Linked DNA regions of Mus musculus: all the other regions are linked to region 3. A link is a contact called in public HiChIP or PLAC-seq and promoter capture Hi-C data. All regions are on one chromosome and are shown on one strand. Each heading gives the region's core, a stretch centred on a gene start, on an enhancer-like site or on the middle of the called end of the contact. The rest is flanking DNA. Distances are from core to core; before and after follow the strand shown.

Evidence for each region. Promoter capture Hi-C pulls out the DNA fragments that hold promoters and counts their contacts. HiChIP or PLAC-seq counts read pairs in DNA pulled down with a chosen protein or histone mark.
Region 1: a contact with region 3 is called in an H3K27ac HiChIP or PLAC-seq map of heart atrium, with 6 times the contacts expected there. The contact joins the enhancer-like site here to the promoter of Xirp2 in region 3. A contact is called at or near these places in 5 of 39 promoter capture datasets (the 3T3-L1 cell line, hippocampal neurons, liver and 1 more) and 1 of 115 datasets of contacts at active chromatin or transcription factors (heart atrium).
Region 2: a promoter capture Hi-C map of hippocampal neurons shows a contact between it and region 3, with 11 times the contacts expected there. The contact joins the enhancer-like site here to the promoter of Xirp2 in region 3. A contact is called at or near these places in 9 of 39 promoter capture datasets (the 3T3-L1 cell line, cranial neural crest, embryonic stem cells and 4 more) and 2 of 115 datasets of contacts at active chromatin or transcription factors (acute myeloid leukemia and astrocytes).

The regions. Positions count from the first base shown.
Region 1 is chr2:68,209,531-68,213,494 of GRCm38.p6, reverse strand. It overlaps Stk39 (serine/threonine kinase 39), which reads left to right. Exons shown (of 18, transcript NM_016866.2): 18 at 1,502-3,048. The coding sequence ends at 1,576. Among named protein-coding and RNA genes, the nearest start is that of Stk39, 260 kb to the left of the region's middle. Within about 2 kb of position 1,859, at least 5 of the 459 cell types and tissues checked have an H3K27ac peak or open chromatin away from gene starts, as enhancers often do. A contact at or near this core is called in heart atrium, where this site is marked.
Region 2 is chr2:68,347,001-68,350,805 of GRCm38.p6, reverse strand. All of the region lies in intron 10 of Stk39 (serine/threonine kinase 39), which reads left to right. Among named protein-coding and RNA genes, the nearest start is that of Stk39, 120 kb to the left of the region's middle. Within about 2 kb of position 1,610, at least 37 of the 459 cell types and tissues checked have an H3K27ac peak or open chromatin away from gene starts, as enhancers often do. A contact at or near this core is called in hippocampal neurons, where this site is marked.
Region 3 is chr2:67,444,180-67,448,573 of GRCm38.p6, reverse strand. Xirp2 (xin actin-binding repeat containing 2) reads right to left here and starts at 2,572. Exons shown (of 9, transcript NM_001024618.2): 1 at 2,420-2,572.

The DNA.
Region 1 (3,964 bases), core at 610-3,109, 770 kb before region 3:
ATGAAAATAACACATTAGGGTCAATGATACTATCCCAGAAAGCGTGGCTTATTTTCCATACCTTCTGATCGTGAAGTAATAGGAGTAATAAAGTTTTGGTACACTATGATTTGCTCTGATTTTAGGTTTAAAAAATGTGTTAAAATAATATGGATAAAATTTTGTCAAAGGAAAGAATTCTGTTACAATACTGTGTAAGCCATCTTTTGCTGAAACAAAAGTACTTCAGATAATGAGCTTCTAAAGAGAAAATGACAACTCTGGCTAACAGTCTTGAAGGCTCCGGTCCATGATTGGTCAAACCCATTCACTGATCTGGGCCTGTGGTGGGAGTCAGGGTGGGAATAGGTGGGAACGCATGAGGATACATGGCAGGACAGAAACACTAATCATACAGCCACAAAACGAATGGCAGGGAGAAGTGATCTGGGACCCCACTTTCCCTTTCGAAAGGCATGTTTCCAGGCACCTAAGTCTCCCACTTAGGACACGGGGGCAGGTAGAATATGAATTTTGTTTATAAGCCTAGGGAGGCATGGTACTGTTAGAATGGATAGTAGATCTCACCATACCTCTGCTGGTTGAAGCCACGGGTGCAAAAGCATTTCGTAGGGATTTTCTGCACCTGTTATGCTCCCATTAACTGCAGGGCATTTCTATACCCACTCTAGCCCATTTTAGCTCTGGAATAAAGACACGGAGAGCTGGCACTTTTTATTAATAAACTTCAAGCATTAATAACTAGGCAGATTCTGGTCTATTCTAACCCAACTAGGCTACTACTACTACCCAGCTAAATACCCTGTTACTTGCCATCTTCTGGCCTTGCCCTGGTTTGCTGTCCGTGTGTGTCCTGTGGCTACTCTCTCATTGTGATCTCATGGCAAATCCTCCTGGTCTCTCCCTGTGGTTTTCCCACCTCTTTCCCCTTGTGATTCTTTCCTACACTCTCCTATTTGGGACCCCCTCCCTATCTCTTCTGCCCAGCTAATTGGTTGATCAGCTCTTTTATTAACCAATCAGAGGTGATGGAAAACAATTTTTACATTACATTGAGACCATGCCATAGTCAGGACTGTAGACAGAGAGATCTGGGCACACAAATCAGCTTCAGAATACACAGCACAAAACCATCCCCTGACACACCAGGACTGCATTTCCTTCTTTTTTTTTCTTTTTTCTTTTTTTTTTTTTTTTTTTTGAGACAGGGTTTCTCTTTGTAGCCCTGGCTGTCCTGGAACTCACTCTGTAGACCAGGCTATCCTCGAACTCAGAAATCTGCCTGCCTCTGCCTCCCAAGTGCTGGGATTAAAGGCGTGCGCCACCACTGCCCGGCCAGGACTACATTTCTAACAGCATTTGGCACCCAGCAATCACTCATTCACTCATGTGGTTCTTGGGGCTTGCTTCTTCCTGAAGAGGAGCTGGTTACCTGGAATGGCTTTGCCCGCCCTGCCCTTGCCCCAGTGCACTGATGGTTTCTTCCTCCCTTCCCTTCCAGGCTTCTGGCTGCGATGGGTCGGAGATTCCTGATGAAGTGAAGCTGATCGGGTTCGCCCAGTTGAGTGTGAGCTGATGTACGCCCCTTGCTGTCACCCTCATCTGTCGTGACCCTTCCCTCTCCCAGCTCCCCCTTTGCCTCCTTCCTCTCACCCCCTCACTCCCAAATCCCAACAAATAAGAAGATTGTGAAGAGGCTGGCTTCGATGAAGTGCGATCAAAAAAAAATAATAATAATAATTTAAAAAAAAAAAACTGTGAGCACTCCGAGTTCTGCTTTATTGTCCAGCAACCCACAGTGTGAGCACAGGCAAGCCCTACAGCTGCGCAACTGTTGCTGATTCCTTTCCAGAGAGCTATTTACTATTCTTAGCAGTCAATTTGGCTAGCCCGTAAGTGAGGCGTCGGAAACACACTCAGGTGGTCCTATCTCTTGGCAGCAAAAGGAATCTTCTACCAGAAGCCTTTTCTCCTCTTACTGTTGTATTTCTGTTTAAGACTTTAATTGTACATCTGACAATACTGCCTCTTTTATGTTGTACTTAGAAATTAATATACTTATAAAATTAAGATTTATTAGCCAAACTTGAATTCTAGTTTTAAAACTGACTGTGAATTTTATTTTTCATATATTTATGCTTTACACACCGTAGCTCCGAGGGGGAAAGTTTTGATTACGCGCTTTCTGCAATTGATCTCTTGTTATTTAAACCAACGGTTTCAGGTCAATCTTTGGAGTATTTGTAGCTTCTAATTTTTGAAATGACTGAATTAAGAATTTGGATGCTTGCTCTTTTGGTTGGTTTGCCTAAAATCCAGCCCACAATCCAGTCGTCTCTTGGGAGAGGGAGGTGCCTTGCAAACTTTCATATAACGAATGTGCCTGAGGCTGCTTAACTCTGGACTAGTCTCAGATCTCAAACCTGCACTACACGAGGAGGCATACTTTTGCTTCATCTGGACATTTAGAATACTGTAACCTTGCTGCCGTTCTGTTAGATTGCTAACTACGTCCCCCGTCTCCAATTTGGCTCTCCTTAGGCGATAGGATTTGTTGTTTTTAAGGCAATAAACTTGACAACACCAGAATCCAAGTTTTACTTGAAAAGCTCGGCAGAATACACAGTGGTGTGAAAAAAACAACAGAAAGGGTTTTTTTGTGCAATGACAAACGGTAAAAATGCTGTAAACGTTGAAGAATAAATATTTCCAACGCAAGAACCTCCTGCTTGACTGTGTATTATGAACCCAGGAAACCTTAGAAGTTTCAAATTTGGAGTCAAGACCTTCAAGAAGGTGGGCTCCGGGGATGGTACCATTGCTCTTTCCTAGCTAACCCTAGATACGGCAGCTCTTTAATGTACTTTAAAAAGCAAATATATATTACTAAGGAAAGAAGTTATTTATAATTGCCTTGTCATAATCGTTAAGGTGTTCTAGAACCATTTGCATACAATTTAATGTAATTCCATTCCATTCTGTTGTTTACACAATTACTCAAAGATGACTGCAAAGGTAAACGGAAAAATAAAAGTGTATTGCACAGTGCACTCGAGTCTCCTCCATTTCGTTCCTCCCCCAGCCGTCACCAGCATCTCCACTGCGCAATTCAACCCTGTCCTAAGATGCCTAGTGCAAGCAAGGGGACGAGTGTGAAGTGTCCCTGCCGGACGAATGCCCTGCACGTGAAGTCACAGCCGTAGAGAATAGGTTTTAACTGATTACTGAAACATTCACACTTCACTTAGACAGGCAGCCCTCGAAAGCGGTGGGGCTCCAAGAGACAAAAGAGAACAATTCCTTCCAACTAGGAAAACTGAGGAATGTCCAGAGTCGTTAAGTGACTCATCCAGACCATTTCTCAGAGCTGCAGGCAAAGCGGGGCACTCTGGATCCTGCTTCCTGACACAAAGAACACGTTCTTGACAGTTTTCAGTACCACTGGTGAATAAGAGCAGCCCCAGAAGTTGAAGGTAAGTCCCCATTGCTGAAGACACCACACACTTCAGACAAAGGACACAGACAGTTTTAGCTATAATTAATCCCATATCCTCCCCTTTGAAGATTATTTATAATACCAGAAGGTACTCTTCGAGCTGCTTACAAAGGAAAGCAGTCAGTAAGTAGTCCAATGCTGCTGATGCTACGAACCACGTGGCCAGCATGGTAAGATATCTCTGAAGGTGCAGCAGTGGGACTTTCATCTCTTGGAGTTAACCAGCAGCTCTCTAAGGGGACTCACAGACCACTTGAATGGAGGGAATGCCTGTCATATAAACCTATGCAACTACACATGGCTAGTGAGGTCATGGACCTTAAAAGAGAAACCTGTTACCGCCACTGTCCTAAATCGATATAATTCCAATCTGCATTCTAAAGATTTACTTATCCTTAGAGGTGCCCTCACCTCTTGACAGAGGAGCTCCTTTCTTCAGCAGACAGTGACCAGTGCAGAATTCCAGAA
Region 2 (3,805 bases), core at 361-2,860, 900 kb before region 3:
GTTAGGCGTGTGGAAGCCGCAGCCCTGGAGCAGAAGCTGACTGAGGTAATCCGGTTAGTCAGGTGGCTGCTCTTTTATAGGACAGGTAATTGAAGGGTGATGATCTAAGTACTTGCCACTTTTATTTTGAATTAAAGATTTTAAATCTGTGTTACATTTTCTTTAACAAATCAAAGAAATGTAATAGACGCAATTCATGTGAAAACCAAGAGTCTTAAGTTTGGGAGATAGATTGGAGTGCTTCCAGGATTTCGTGATTCAATTAATACAGTTTAGTAGTATCAGGCTATTTTCAGGCAGTTCTTTGGTTTCCGAGACACCTTAGTGCTGGGTGAACAGAGGCAGAAGGGACTCCAAGTGTGTGCTAACTAACTCCGAAGGAGGAGGAGAAGTGAGCCAGACTCGATTCCAGCTGCCACGTGCGCTAAGCATTGTGACAGGAAGCAACCTTGGAAGAGAGGGTTTATTTCAGCTTATACGTCCGGGTAACGGTCTATCTCTGAGGGAAGTCAGGGCAGGAATTGAAATAGAAACCGTAAGGAAACACTGCTTACTGGGTTACCTGGATCATGTTCAGCCAGCTTGTTTCTTACACAGTCCAGGTCCACTGCCTTCATCCATGTGCCCAGGGATGGTGCTGCCCAGAGTGGGCGGGCCTCCCCATGTCAATCATCAGTGACGACCGTTTCGCTCAGACATGGCCACAGGTGAGTCTGAAGGCAATGATTTAGTTGAGGCTTCCTCTTTTCAGGTGATTCTAGGTTGTGTAACGTTGACAACAGAGGTATCTGGGATACGCAGGTGCATCAGATAGGCTCGGGGCTGCAGTCCTCTTAACTCGTGTGTTTCTTAACTCTCCTCCTACAGAAGCAACTGCGTGTGTTGGTGTACCATTGAGGGACCACATGCTCCTAGAGAGGATGGTGGAGGTGTTACCTCTCATAAATGTTAGGGCTACTGTTCGGCAGGTACAGTGTCTGGGGCAGGTCTTCCGGGGACAGCGAAGACGCAGAGACTCTCATTCCTTCTTAAGTGTAAGGTCAGTTTAAAAGACTTCCTTTGGTGGGAGCAGTGCCTTCTCCCACTAGGGGGCGCTGTCAGAATAGTTCATTTCAGTCCTGACCCTCGGAATCGCTGACTGTTGTATAAAAACAATCTCGCTGCTGTCGATTGTGTCCTTTTGCTCAGTATTTGTGCTGCGTGTGAATTTGACAGAGGTGAGGGCAGAGGCAGCAGCAGGGCAAAAGCATCACAGAATATTACTTTCCGTGCAGACGACCAAGCAAGAGAAAACAAAACAACCCCCAAACATTTTATTGTTAAATTTTTCCCCTCTCCCTGGGTTTGCTATGCTGTGTGTTTTTTGTTTGGTTGGTTTTTTTGTTTGTTTTTCTCTGATCCTCACTTGGAGGGAAAGCCTGTGCCTTTTAGATTGAGGTGACTTTTCAAGACACTGAGCTTTGTTAGGTATGGGAGGTTTGGGGATCCATTTTGGAGATTTGGAAACAGCGATAAGAATTCTGAAGTAAGAGACGCTGGTTTTAAACTGCCAAGAACTGTCAGCATTCTGTCCTGGAAACACTTGGGCGGAATCATTGGCTGTGTTGCACGGCAGCCACGTGCTTGAGGGCGGTATGTTCGTGTGCAGTCAGCGCTTCCCGTTTGCCTTTGACAGACTTGCTCAGCTTTCCCAAGGATTTGTATGTACATGGCTGTGTTTTCCAGGATAGGCTGCGTATGTTTGCTGATGGAGAGCCTTTATCCCTGCTTGCATCCCACCTCCCGCCCACAGTTCGCCAGCCTCTGTACCTGACTCCCAGTTCACAGCTTCCTACTTGGAATCTTCGTGCTGCTTCCAGGATGAGACCTGCAGCACAGGGAGGGCAGGGCCGCGAATGGTTCCTTCATCCCTCTGGGCTCTGTTTCCACCGTGCCCACCTCAGCCACTGGTGGGTTTATTGCCTTACAGAGTTTGGCACCGGGAAATAGAACCTGGGAAATTCGCACGTGTTTCCCACGAGGGCTCTCTGCTGGTCCTCTCCCTGGTTCAGAAAGCTGCCCCTCAACCAAGCTGCACTTTAACGCGCAGTGTCTTCACGCGGTCATGTTTTGTTTGGACATTTGCATGGCAGCAGGAGGTCGTAGTTGGAAGGTCTGGAGAAAAGGACTAGCTGGGGGGAGAAGCTGAATGTTGGCTGGGTTTTGGGGGTAGGAACCCATCCCCTTTCCAGCCTGAGCTTTTTGCTTCCCAACCTCTAGAACTGTAACAGGCTTCTGGCTTTAGCTTCTGCACAGCCATGCCTTCCCCACCACGAATGAAGGACCGTGTCCCCGTTAACTGTGATCCAAAAATCGATCCCTCTCTCCACAGTTGTTTCTGTCAGGTGTTTTGTTAACGAAGACAAAAGCCACTCACTATTGCTGTAGCTCCAGGGTGGCTGGGTGAGGCTTTCTCATGTCTCCCGAAGCCCCAGCTGCTCCATGGTCTTAGTCTGTACCACCCTGGCCCTGTGACTGCAGCTCCATGGCCCTGTGACCCCGAGACCCCGGTTCTGTCATACTCTGTGTCAAGCTGAGTTCCCGCCCTTCGACTTTGCCGCGGTGCAGCCTCTGAGTCCCGTGGGCTTAGGAGCAGTGAGTGATCTGTTAGTTCCTGTGTAGACTGTGCTCAGCACTGTCCCTGCAGGTATTTTTTAAGGAAACTTCGGGGAGTAAGATGGTGGTGCAGTGGCCTCTGGCATAATCCCGAGAGCAGGAGGAGACAGCTAAACCTTTGCTCCAGGGGGATCTCTGAGGTTGCTCTCCGCTCTCTGGGATTCCCCTGGTCCACAGCTAAGATTTGGATGCAGCTGATTCAAGGTTTAAAATCTTTCACTACTGGGCTTTCTGGGAGTCCTTAGCCTAAAGTCGATGGTTGAGCCACTCAACAAGGTGGCTGGTGCAGGGGGTTGACATTTAGTCCCGCCCAGCATGTCCTCTAGCCAGCAGGGAGCATGTGCTCCCCTGCCACCGTTCAGTTCACTTACTAAGGTGCTCCAATACCTGGCTAAGTTAATTCTCCCTAATCGTGTGTTCCTAAAATCTTCTCCTCTCCTCCACTGAGGGGAAATCGTGTTAAACTTTCCTCATCTCAATCTTGAAAATCTTGAAAATGAGTTTGGCATTTTGGAGGTGGGAAGCTCAAAGTCACTGATAGTCAGGAAGTGTGGGGCATTGTGGGGGCAGGAAGGAGTGCTGCGGAGAGAAGCCTACCTTGTGCCTTCCTACCCCCTTTCCGGTCCTGTTCCCTGAGTCTCAGAGACCATGGTAGGGGAGCTGAGGTGCAGAACAAGTTTAGAAACAGAGAAAAGGGGGCAAGGATGGGGGCTGTCCTTGTTTGGAGCTAATCAAATGTGATTGGTTTATTAGAGATTCCGGACTAACTTTTTGAAAGGCAGAATTATTTTGTATTTTTAGAAAAGATCTTTAAAACTCAGTCATTTTGAAAACAAATTAAAATTGAAGGAATCTAGTTAAGGTTGCTTTGATAACAGATTTTTTTTTTGAAGCTTGCTCTTTAATTACTGCTGACACATTCAAATGCTGATTTAGAAGCATCTGAGAAGTTCTATTTACTTTCCCAGACTCAAACACAAAGGGAAGGAGCCCTGTGCAGCCTGCTAGGCAGCCACTGGGCTGAGGCATGCGGAGGGAGCGCTCACACTTGAAAGGCTGCATGGAGCTGCTTGGCTCCTCAGCCAGCTTGTTGGCCTATGTGAGGGAACTGGCCAGGCCCGAAGGGCATGCAGGGTTGGGGGAAAGTGCA
Region 3 (4,394 bases), core at 1,323-3,822:
CTGGGCTCTCAATTCCAGCTGCTATCCTAGGCAGATTACTCTGATCCAGTCTGTATATTCTGGCGAACTTGCTAAAGTGAAGCAGTAGTGCCAGAATTGGATCGAGTCTGTGGGCTGCTCAGTGGAGTTAGGGAAATAGAAGAACTGTCTGTAATTGGAAAGGTTGCAATGTATGTTCTGTAAGTAGTATCAGGAAATGGAAATGGAAACACCCAATGCAACCATATATGGACATGTATTCACGTGGAATAGATCAGTGTTCTAGACAAGGCTGCCTTGGATCTGAAAAGGGTGAAGCTTGTCAACACTCAGCACAGGATGAGTGCATCAGTTGAATGAACCAATTTCTTTTAAGGAAATGAGAAAAAAAAAAGCAAATTACAACTTAATTAAGTTTCAAAGGGTAACTTGGATATTTTCAAAAGTCTGGATGAGATGCAAATAAAAAAAGGACATGGTAATTATATTAAACCCTATCTCACACAGATTGTTAATCAAAAAGTCTTAGAACTATATTGCCATTTTCTTATTGTCAACCCTGCCTTGTAAATTATAGACTCCCTGCTATCAAACAGACCTTATCAGTGGACTCCTTTAATACATAAACTGATGAGTCTGTGTGTGTGTGTGTGTGTGTGTGTGTGTGTGTGTGTGAGAGAGAGAGAGAGAGAGAGAGAGAGAGAGAGAGAGAGAGAGAGAGAGAGAGAGGGAGAGAGAGAGAGAGAGAGAGCACCCAAGTGGGAGGGAGGAGAACAACAAACTCAAACTTGAAATTCTTCCATTGAGCTTAACAGTTTTCAACTAGGTAAAAAACAAAGTTGCTACATCGAAGTTTTTAATTTTTTTCAAATTTGGCAAATCCAAAGTAAGAGTTGGAAATCTGGAATGGAATAAACAGCAGGGACAGAACTTTTGTAAATAGCAGCGAATTATCTCTGAAGTTGGACTTTCTCTGAAAAAGCAGACCTGCATGAAGGCAGCTTTCCTGTTCTCTGTAATCACAGGAGACAGCAGGCACCTGTGCTGACATTTTTTCGGGGACCTTTTCTGAAGCTATGGCTCCCGTGATCATTAGAGAATGTCGACTTTCGTTTTTCAGAAACTTGAGGAAGCTACACCTAAAAGACGCCCGCCCACTCCTGGATGAAAGAAACCCCGTTCCAACTAAAAGCCAGACTGTGTCTTCCCTCCAGGCAGCGGGCAGTTTGCCACATTGCAGCCATGCGAAGCTCTGAGTGATATTTAAAAACGGATCTAGTTCTTAGCTGATGCGTGGATACCAAGAAGGGAAAATACTCAAATATCAAGCGAAGAAGCAGAGAGATATTTAAACATACAATGCAGAATTTCTGATTTCTGCCCCAACATTTTCCATTCCCTTTTATATTGTCTAAAACTATCAACAGGTATCCTTTCATTAAAAAATAATCCATAACTCTGAATACAGTTGAAGTAAATATTTAACTTGTCTTTTGACACCTTAACACAAAATTTTAAAATGTGTCAAACAACCAACAGCTCCGTCAGTGACCAAATTGAGCTCTGGTAAAAATAAAATATCTTTCAGTTCAACACCAGCTGGCTAAATTTAAACCCAGCATTATGCAACCTTAGAGAGTCCTTGCTTTCCCACCATGTCTTAGGAGAATCTCTTAGACTGTCACTCCCAAATCACTTCAGTCTCTTAGCATCCAAACACAGCACAACAGGACCAAATTAACATGTTCATGGGCAATTGAAGACAGAAAAAAAAAATACATTTGAAAGTGTATATAGGGCATGATACCCTCAAAGCACTATCTCAGTATACTCTGAGTTTGCAGTTACCGTAATTAGGGCTGGCAGATCCAACTGGAAGTGCTTTCCTTAATTCTGAAAAACATGGAAGAACCTGATTCTTTAATCCTTAACTTCAGTAAGACTCCCAGAGGACATAAGCCCGCAGCTAGAGCAAGATCTACAAAAATCAAACTATGACTGAGAAGCAATAACTTTCCTGCATTTCTCAGAGTGTGCTGAAACATTTGAAAACGTTTCAGGCTCCCCTTTTTCCTCATCAAGCTTCATGAAATATCATTCGCATTTCTTAATCTGTATATTTTTCTCTCTGCGCACATGAGAGACAAAGCATTTTTCAGTTTCCCTTCTGGCTGTAAATTGTAGGATAACTTTTAAGTTGTGACTGGTTATTAAGCTCATTATTCTTTAAGATTAAACATTAAAATAATTTATTGGAGAGAGATTAACACATGAGGTTCTAAATTTCATATCCAACAGTGCTAAGCACAATTCTAAGAACAAATCCAACTTGATCAATTTTCTTTTATATAATGACATTTGACTTTCAGTCTTCACTGCTCTTTCAGTAAGAGTCGAACATTTTATAACCTTGGCACACACGGGACTCTATTACACATACCTTTGTACCAGAATTGACCCTAGCTCCGTAGAAATGCTCTATGGATTTGCAACTCTTCACTTGAAAGGCTCCTCCCTGTTTGACACACAGCAAATTTCCCAGTCCCCTGAAAGCAACCAGCAGAGTGGAGACCAGCTCCACCGAAGAGTCTATGAGGCAAGCAGGCAGGGCTGCTGAATTTATTTTAGCCCTGTGTCCAAAGGATGCAACCTAGCACCTATTTTTAGGAACTGAGCTCTGTCTAGGTGGGGCTTGAGTCAACCACTCCTTTCAGAAGTGAGTCTCTGAGGTCATACTGCTTAGTACTCTCCTGAGAAATGTATGCATGGCTCTGACACATGTGCAGTCACTCAAACTCCCTTCCATAGCCACTATCACACCAAAGTCTGAACTTCTCAACATATTCTGAGAAATAAATAATGAATAAAGTGGGGTTATTAAAGGACTTCAATTGCTTGCTTTTAAAAGATACCTTTACTCACTTAAGAGTAAAGGATTTGAAAACAAAGCACACAAAAAGTTGATCTTATTTATTCTGTTTGGGATAGTGATAATTAACTTGAAATCTTCAGAAGGGAACTTTGATTCTTGTTTTCTTTTCTTTTCTATAGGAAGTAGGTGTTTCCTATGTGCAATGGGCTGGATCCTCCTATCTCAGATTCTACAGACTGAAATATTGGAGGATCACCCTGGGATCATCATAGATTTTTTTTTAATTTACAATTTTCATATTCTCGGTGTGTAAAGCAATGTTTGCTTTTCAAGTCTTCCCTCATAAAGCACTCATACTGTAGTGTTTAGTAGGAAAGGGCAAGATAGATCAGGCAGGGAAAGATTCATCTTATGTGCTCTTGAGAGAATTCTATTACATACCATTGCCACTGTACTTTCTCAGTAGACTCTGCTAGCCCAAATGGAGACGGAAGTTAGCTGATATTACCCTTCAGCTTCATAATGCCACATTCTTTAGAATGCGTTAGAATGAAGAATCCTGCTCACCAACCTTTCAACTCTTCTATAACTTCCCAGAGTTGTGCCCTGTGTGTCCTATGCAGCTGGACTCACAAAAAACCAAAACAAACAAAGGAAATTGTCTGCAACTTGAAGAAAGCATCTTACTTTTACACTGCTAATTGCAAAACATAACTGAGCTTACAATTGACCATACTATGATCAATGAATATAAGCATATATGTTTTTTTTTTTCATCTACAGGTTTTTATTAAAAGTAGTGCAACTAGTGATACTGCAGCTTCTTATCTCTACAAAAATCTTTACTCAATGGTCCTGAGTATTCCACAAGATTTTCCAGTGTAAACTATCTCAAGATTTGTTGACCAGTATGTATGGTCATTGCTAGGCATGTGGTCACCAGAAATTTAAATTATTAATATTTAATGAAATTTTAATTTTCAGTTCCACACTTGTACTAACTATATCTCAAGTACCCAGTCTGCAACTGTGACGTGTGTTTCTTCATTGAGAATGCTCTTATCACTTGGAAGATCCCCTCACCATTGCTCATGTCACGTTGGATCTCAGCACAGGTTTACACAAACAGTGCTCTGTTACCTGGACAAGTTGAACATTCATATACATTCTAATACATTCATCTTTGATTAAATTAGGGTACGTTCCAGAGTCTTTATACGGTTGTTACCAAGATTAAATGAGAAAATAAATTAATTGTGCTTATAATATTACTACTCCAACATAATATTTCTCAGAAAATCATGTTAATGCACCATGTTCATAAGAGACAGTATATCGAAAATCATAAGTTATGAGACTGATCTTAATATATAAATGCGGTCAACTTTATTATTTTTATTATTTTATTTGGATATTAATGATACTGTTTGCAATAAGGTAAATTGCTCAAATATCTGATGTTAGGATTTGTCATCTCTCTTGCTCAAATGAACTCTTTTTTATTTTAGTGACTAGTTTCTTGATTTAATTCCTCTGGTTTCAT